Regions from separate parts of the Danio rerio genome. Here region 1 is linked to region 2. The links are chromatin contacts, called in public Micro-C maps. All regions are on one chromosome and are shown on one strand. Each heading gives the region's core, a stretch centred on a gene start, on an enhancer-like site or on the middle of the called end of the contact. The rest is flanking DNA. Distances are from core to core; before and after follow the strand shown. Region 1 holds the start of rufy2 (RUN and FYVE domain containing 2). Region 2 holds the start of dna2 (DNA replication helicase/nuclease 2).

Region 1 (3,215 bases), core at 346-2,845, 97 kb after region 2:
TTGTGCTTGTGCATGTCTCCTTAGTATTGCAGTTCATTTTGCTTTGCCCAATGCACACAAATTTGTATAACATTAATGTTTAAATTAGTTTATACGTTTATCTCCAGTTGACAGTGACAATAATATGAATCTGATAACTTGCTTTTCTGATGTACACAACAGGTATATTTGCCTCACATTTCTACTAATGTTGTTTTCTCACAAGGTCTTTGGCTTTGCACTAAATAATTGTTGCATTTACGCCTTAACGCACAATTGTGCACAAAGACCAATGGTGGAGATCAAGGTTTTGTGAACACTCACTCACTCGATATACTCCAGTTTAATTCCTGATTTATCAAGTCACCACAGCAAAACAAAACAACTACTGACATATTTTTTATGCGGTGGATGCCCTTCCCAGTACTGGGAAACACCCATACACTCTCACATGTACACACACCTATAGACTTTAGTATATACGTATACAGCCAATTTTGTTTACTCAATTAAGTAGCCTCCTGTCCCAGCTGGGACTAGAACCAGCAAACCATCGGAAACCAGCCACCTTTTTGTTAACACAATTTCAAACAGATTTTACAACAATATTGGAAAGATTTTCCTAACCCCTACGGTGTGTGCATCACTTGGGCCTAATACGGTATGTGCATTTTATTGGATAAAGCATTTCTTAAAGCATAATGCTGATAATGAATGCATGCAACCTTCTTCATTTATATCACAGAAAAATAAAGAAGACAACATCAGAGTGAGTAATAAAGACTCAAAACAAACAGTAGGAATTCAAACATCAACAGCCTCAGCTCACAACCAGCTCGATGGTGCCGAGTCTGCATTATTCTCCTCATAGACTATGGGTGTCACCACCACTCTGTTCTAGCTACAAAAGCATAGGTCTGCAGTTCCACATTGTGTATTTGAACTTAATATTTTAGATTTGTGAAAGCTTACCTTGACTGTAGGCCAAACGCTCCATACTTTCACTATGTGTGATGCCCCATCGGTGAAGACTCTGAGGGGAATACATGACTGCCACTCCAAAACCCCCTTCAGGGTCTAAATGAATGAACCTGTTTTTCAGTGAACACAGACATACAACACTTTATACCCAATGAATAAGTCACATCAAATGCAATCCTTTCTGTTTAACAGAAGAACCAATAATCAGTATAAACATTCATATTCAGATATAAAATAAAAGCTAACGTTCACACAGCTGCTTAAAAATCGCTGACCTAAATCCAGCTCTTAGCTGAACTCAGTCACAACCTCAACACGTTTCTGTTGTTTTTCTGCTGATCTGCTCTCAATGTCTGGCTATCATATGACTCTGATTTCCTGCACCACTGTCCCTGCCTCACATGGGAGGATTTGCACATACACATTCAGTCTGTATAGACTCAACACTCCCTAAGACTTCAGTGCAGTAAAGTAAACATCTAGATCTTCTAACCACAGCACAAACATCAATGCTTTATCCTATTAGTTGAGCAACCAATCACTTCTGCTTTAAAATGTAAATCTCTGAATGATGTTAAGCAATATAATATACACTTACCCCCAGTTAAACCCACACCCTGTGCTGGTGTTGTTCTGGTACTTCTAGGTGTAGAGATCTGACCAATGTCTGTTAGTGGAGCAGCTCCATTTGCTGCATTAGCAGCCAGTGGGGAGGAGATGTCTCTCGATGGAACAGCTGAGTGCGCTGGGTGCAGGGCAGGGGAGGCGGAGCCACAGAGGGGGCGGGGTGTTTGGGTACAGTGGTCAGCCAATGAGAGACGAGCTGCAGGCTGATGAGGAAGTGGGATTCTGAATGATACTGCATTCACTGCTAGGAATGAGGAAAGGGATGCAGGGACATGACTAATATTAATAGACACAATGCTTTTTAGCACATTTTGCGTGATGCTATTGTGGAAGTGCAGACTCACTTCAAAATAAAATAATAATAGAAAAGTGAATGTAAAATATGTTGCACTGAAATGGCATTCAAGTGTATTTCAAGTAGTTCTGATGTTTTGAATGGGCTATATGGAAAAAAGAGTCCTAAATAATGTATTATGGTGTCCTCAAAATTATTAAGCAGAACGTCTGTATTATTGATAGTAATTATTATGACAAAAAATGTTTATTAAGCAACACATTCAGCATATTATAATTATTTCTGAAGGATGGTGTGCCACTGAGGATGGCTTAATCATGTTGAAATGTTATCTTTGCAATAATTACAAAATGATTTATTATAAACGTGTTTTATTTATTGGTATATTCGAAATAGTTATCATTATTTAATATATTATTATATGATTATATTTTATTAACCTATTGTATTACTCTACATTACTGTTTTTACTTTCAATTAAAGAAATTCAGTGTTGATGAGCTTAATTTTACTTTAAAGAATAAGGGTATAGGCTCTGTTTAGAAAAAAAAATAAAATTCAGTGACTTAATAAAGTACTAAAACACCCACTATGCTGTATCTTTAACCAGGAGATGGCGGTGTTCTCCAAAAAGTGGATTTTGCAATATTATATTAAAAAACTGAAATTTCTGTCATCATTTACTCATCCATCACTTGTCCCAAACGTGTTTGAGCTTTGTTGAACGCAATAAATTATTTTTGGAAAGTGTTGGAAACTTTGAAATGCATGGTAGGCCTATTTGTTTTTCTTATATGCAAGTCAATAGTAACAAGTCTAACATTTGTCAAAATATCAAATTTTGTGTTCAACAGAAAAAAGAAAACACATAAAGAACTATGTAAAGGTAAATAAATGGTGAGCGTACTGTTTTTATTTTAACTACTCTGAACTTGAAGTAGGAAAGGTCAGATGGTATGACCCACTGGGTCAATCTTATGCTTCAGTGTTCATAAAAATCATTATTTATAATTAACATAATTTTTTCTTTACTACTTCAGTCTACAAATTAAAATAATGTGTGCTTGAGGCTTGATTGAAGTCTTTACGAGTGGTTTTTAATTGTGGTCTTCTTTGAAGAATGAAGCAAAAGTAGTAGGTTGTTATGAGAGGGCAAGCTTTCATCTGATTTCGAAGATTTCATCAAGGTGAATTGAATGAACCTGTCTGCACCTTTCATGCAAACAAAATAATTATTAGCCTCAAAGCTTATGCTGAGATGTGGCAGATACCGCTTGTTCATTGTATAAAAATAATCCAGGCTTATACTCATGGCTCATAAGAACAAACAAAA
Region 2 (3,366 bases), core at 224-2,723:
AATATTTATAAGCAAGAACCATTTGATGACATGTTAAAACGAATCACAGTACAGCCACAAAATAATATATAATTGTTAATCTATAGATATATGGTTAAATATATAACCATATATGTTGTTTATTTTTTCATTGAATTTTTTCTTTTTTAAACATTTAGTTAAAGATTTGCACTGACGGAACAGTGGTATAGGTGTCTCATGTCATCATATATAATAATATAGCCATAGGCTTGTAATTGAAGTATTTTCTAAAGAGTAAAATTGACCAAAAATCCATAAATTAAATAATAAATATATATAAATAAATAAAAACAGTTTTTTATTAAACATTCTCCAAAAACTCCCATAGCGGATTCCAGTTATGCCAGAAATCATTCGATTTCTGACGCAAGTCATAAGTCGGTTTTTCTAAATAGCAATCTGATTAATTTTTTTATTAACAAATATGCCAGAGCAGATCAAAAGCCATTTTCTTCACTAAAATTAGTTCCACAAAATTGCCCAATACATTGGATAACATTAAGCAAAATAAAAAAAGCAAAAAAAAAATTGTCTTCTTCTTTTTCAATTGTTTTAGCATGTCAAAAAGATCAAGTCTTATCCTGCCATCCTTAAGAGACGGTTCTAGAAAATGTCGCAAAAAATTATAGAAGTTGTTATTTGGGAAATTAAATTCCTGTTTTAATAACTGAAATGATTTCAGCCTCCTGTTGTTAAATATCTGATTAAATTTGTTGATTAATCCAATTCCAAAATCCCTGTTTCCATAAAAGGAAACCAATGTTCTGAATAGGGGGTAGCTCGAGATTCGAAATAGGAGATTTTAAGGAAGGAGTATAGGAGAGATTCAAATACTTTTAACAGCATCTGGATGCAGCCTTTATGATGCAAGCTGAGATTGCATCCCTCAGAGATGCAATGTCAGACACAATGCACTCAATGGAGTTAGTAACATCACTGTAATGCTTTCCATGCCAAGAGTGTTCGATACTGAAAAGATGATAGATACCGAGTCAAGTTTAAATCTATGTTGTTTCATTTTTATGCACAACCTATAATAAATAGGCCTATATTATATATTTATGCCAGCTGAATTGTTGCATTATTTTCACAAACGTTATAAAACACTAAAGTAGACATTATTTAATTTTTTTTTCTTTTTATGTGTACAAAATTTTGACAAAACCAAACAAATGCTAGCAAAACATGTTAGCTTTCAACAACGAGCCTCATGAATAAGCGTTTGTTTGTTGTCTTGGTAATCATAAATTTATCTCTCGTTACAAAAAACAACAACGATATAATTGTTGGTTTTGTTGTTTATGTATGATATAATGATCACTGCAAAACGACTCGACTGACTGATAGGACTGTCACTGGGTGGCAGTGTATCTGCAATGGCGTTGGAAGTTCCGCAAACAAGAAACAACGAAGAAGAAGTTGCTTATCATGTGATGTTTATTAATTCTACGCGGGAATCTGTTTCACTGCACAGATGAATCAAACGTTATTTACGCCAGCAATTGCATTTAATTCATGTGAAAGTAACAGTTACGTTCAGATGTCCGTCTGGCTGTAAGAATAACGTCATCAGTTTCTGGACGAAGTTCATCTTTTAGAGCAGCTTTACAGTGGTGTGAGATGCTTAAAGTTTTTGAATGAGTGTTATGCTTTTCTGCAAAGAACAAAACGCCTTCAGTCGTTTTATTCACATACGTCTACAATGATGAAGTGCAAATCCAGCCGATCATCTGTGAGTATTTAATTCAGTTCGTTTGCTGCTATATTGTTAGATGTTTTTAAGTTGTGAAAATCGGGTTGCCTTAACTAACATCTTCCTTTTAATCTTAGATGGTCAGTGGAGTTCAATCAAACATTTCTTCCTTTTTCCTCTCAAAGGTAAGGACACGACTGACAGGGACAGTTCACCTAAACATTTAAATGATGATACGTCATCATTATTTACTCACACTTATGTTGTTTCATACTTCAATGACTGTTTATTCTGTACAGCACAAAAGGATGTTTGAAGGTTAGAGACCGATAGCTCTGATCACAATTCACTTTCCTTACATTTTATTTATGAAAAAAACGTTTAACAGTCAGTATCCCGGTATTGTAATTATTGCTCCAAAATATATTCTTTTTAAATTTCTTGGTAAAAAACAAAACCTTTTTCCCCTTTAAATTCAATATATTCTTTTTTTTTTTTTTTTTTTCGAAAGATTTATGATATTTTGGAGCAGTAAACATGTCAGACCATATAATTAAAATGAGTCATTGACTTCTGCTGTCTTCATTTGTTTCAAAAACAAAGATTTCTGTACAATTTAAAATGGCATCTTTGGATATTTTTTCTGCTAGAGATACTGTTGTCATAAAAAACAAAAATGTAAATAAAAAATCTTACAGATACTTAGGAACGGTATTACAGAAAATGTTCGCTGTTTTAAAACCTTGAATTTTCCAAACCACAGTAATATTGAAAACGGTTAGCGTCCGATGCCTAGACAGATATGTTCACTATCCCAAAATATTTTAAATGTTTCTCAAAATAAAATATGTTGTGTTCAAAGGGGGAAAATTATTATTATTTTTTTACCCAGACATTTAAAAAGAACATATTTTAGAGCGGTAATCACAATACCGTGAAACCATGATATTTTTTATTAACAGATATTTATTATCAAACCGTTATCTTAATCCGGCCCATGCTTAAACACAAGACATTTTTTAAAGCTTTTTGAAAGAAAGGGCTGTTTTTTTTTTGTTTGTTTTTTAATAAAAATAAATGTACTTTTTATTATTATTTATTTTTTTAGAAACAGCATTTATTAGAGTAATTGGAGAGTCTGGTGCTATTTTCATATTTTACAAATGGCAGTTTATTTTAAACACTAGGTTAGTTCAAGGTTTTAAAATGCATTCATTTCAGCATTTAACTTTTTTCTCAATTAATTTTTTGTTTTTTCAGGTAGCGGTAAAGTCACCTAAAAAATGTGAAGTAGGAATTACAAGATCCCCTGTTTCTTTAAAGACTGGGTTTGTGAAGGACGAAAATGTTCCCTGCTCCCCAAACCCATCTGCTGTCCCAGAGACGCCTGACAGTCTGAGAATCGAGAGGCCTTCAGACACTTCATTTGAGAAACGCTCACCTGTTTCACGTGGTCTACATACTAAAGGAGTCAGGGGTAAACCTAGCCTGAATGCACGAAAGCTGTTTCAGCCACAGAAAAACAGCAGTTTAGAGTCAGAGGACACTTTTGAGTTCAAGAATGGCGTAAGTCACTCAGGCTCCGTAAAGAGGTTGTTGCACAGCACTGAAAACATACAGAGTGCCAAGAAGTCCAGGACTACTCAAGATCA

What was found. A called contact is a pair of places that touch in the nucleus more often than the background predicts.
Region 1: a Micro-C map of caudal fin shows a contact between it and region 2, with 5 times the contacts expected there. The contact joins the promoter of rufy2 here to the promoter of dna2 in region 2. A contact is called at or near these places in 1 of 18 Hi-C or Micro-C datasets (caudal fin) and 1 of 4 datasets of contacts at active chromatin or transcription factors (embryo).

What each region holds. Positions count from the first base shown.
Region 1 is chr13:26,070,884-26,074,098 of GRCz12tu, forward strand. It overlaps rufy2 (RUN and FYVE domain containing 2), which reads right to left and starts at 1,596. Exons shown (of 19, transcript NM_001105681.2): 1 at 1,559-1,596; 2 at 952-1,070. The coding sequence starts at 1,027.
Region 2 is chr13:25,974,008-25,977,373 of GRCz12tu, forward strand. It overlaps dna2 (DNA replication helicase/nuclease 2), which reads left to right and starts at 1,474. Exons shown (of 23, transcript XM_682882.10): 1 at 1,474-1,753; 2 at 1,852-1,899; 3 at 2,975-3,366. The coding sequence starts at 1,724.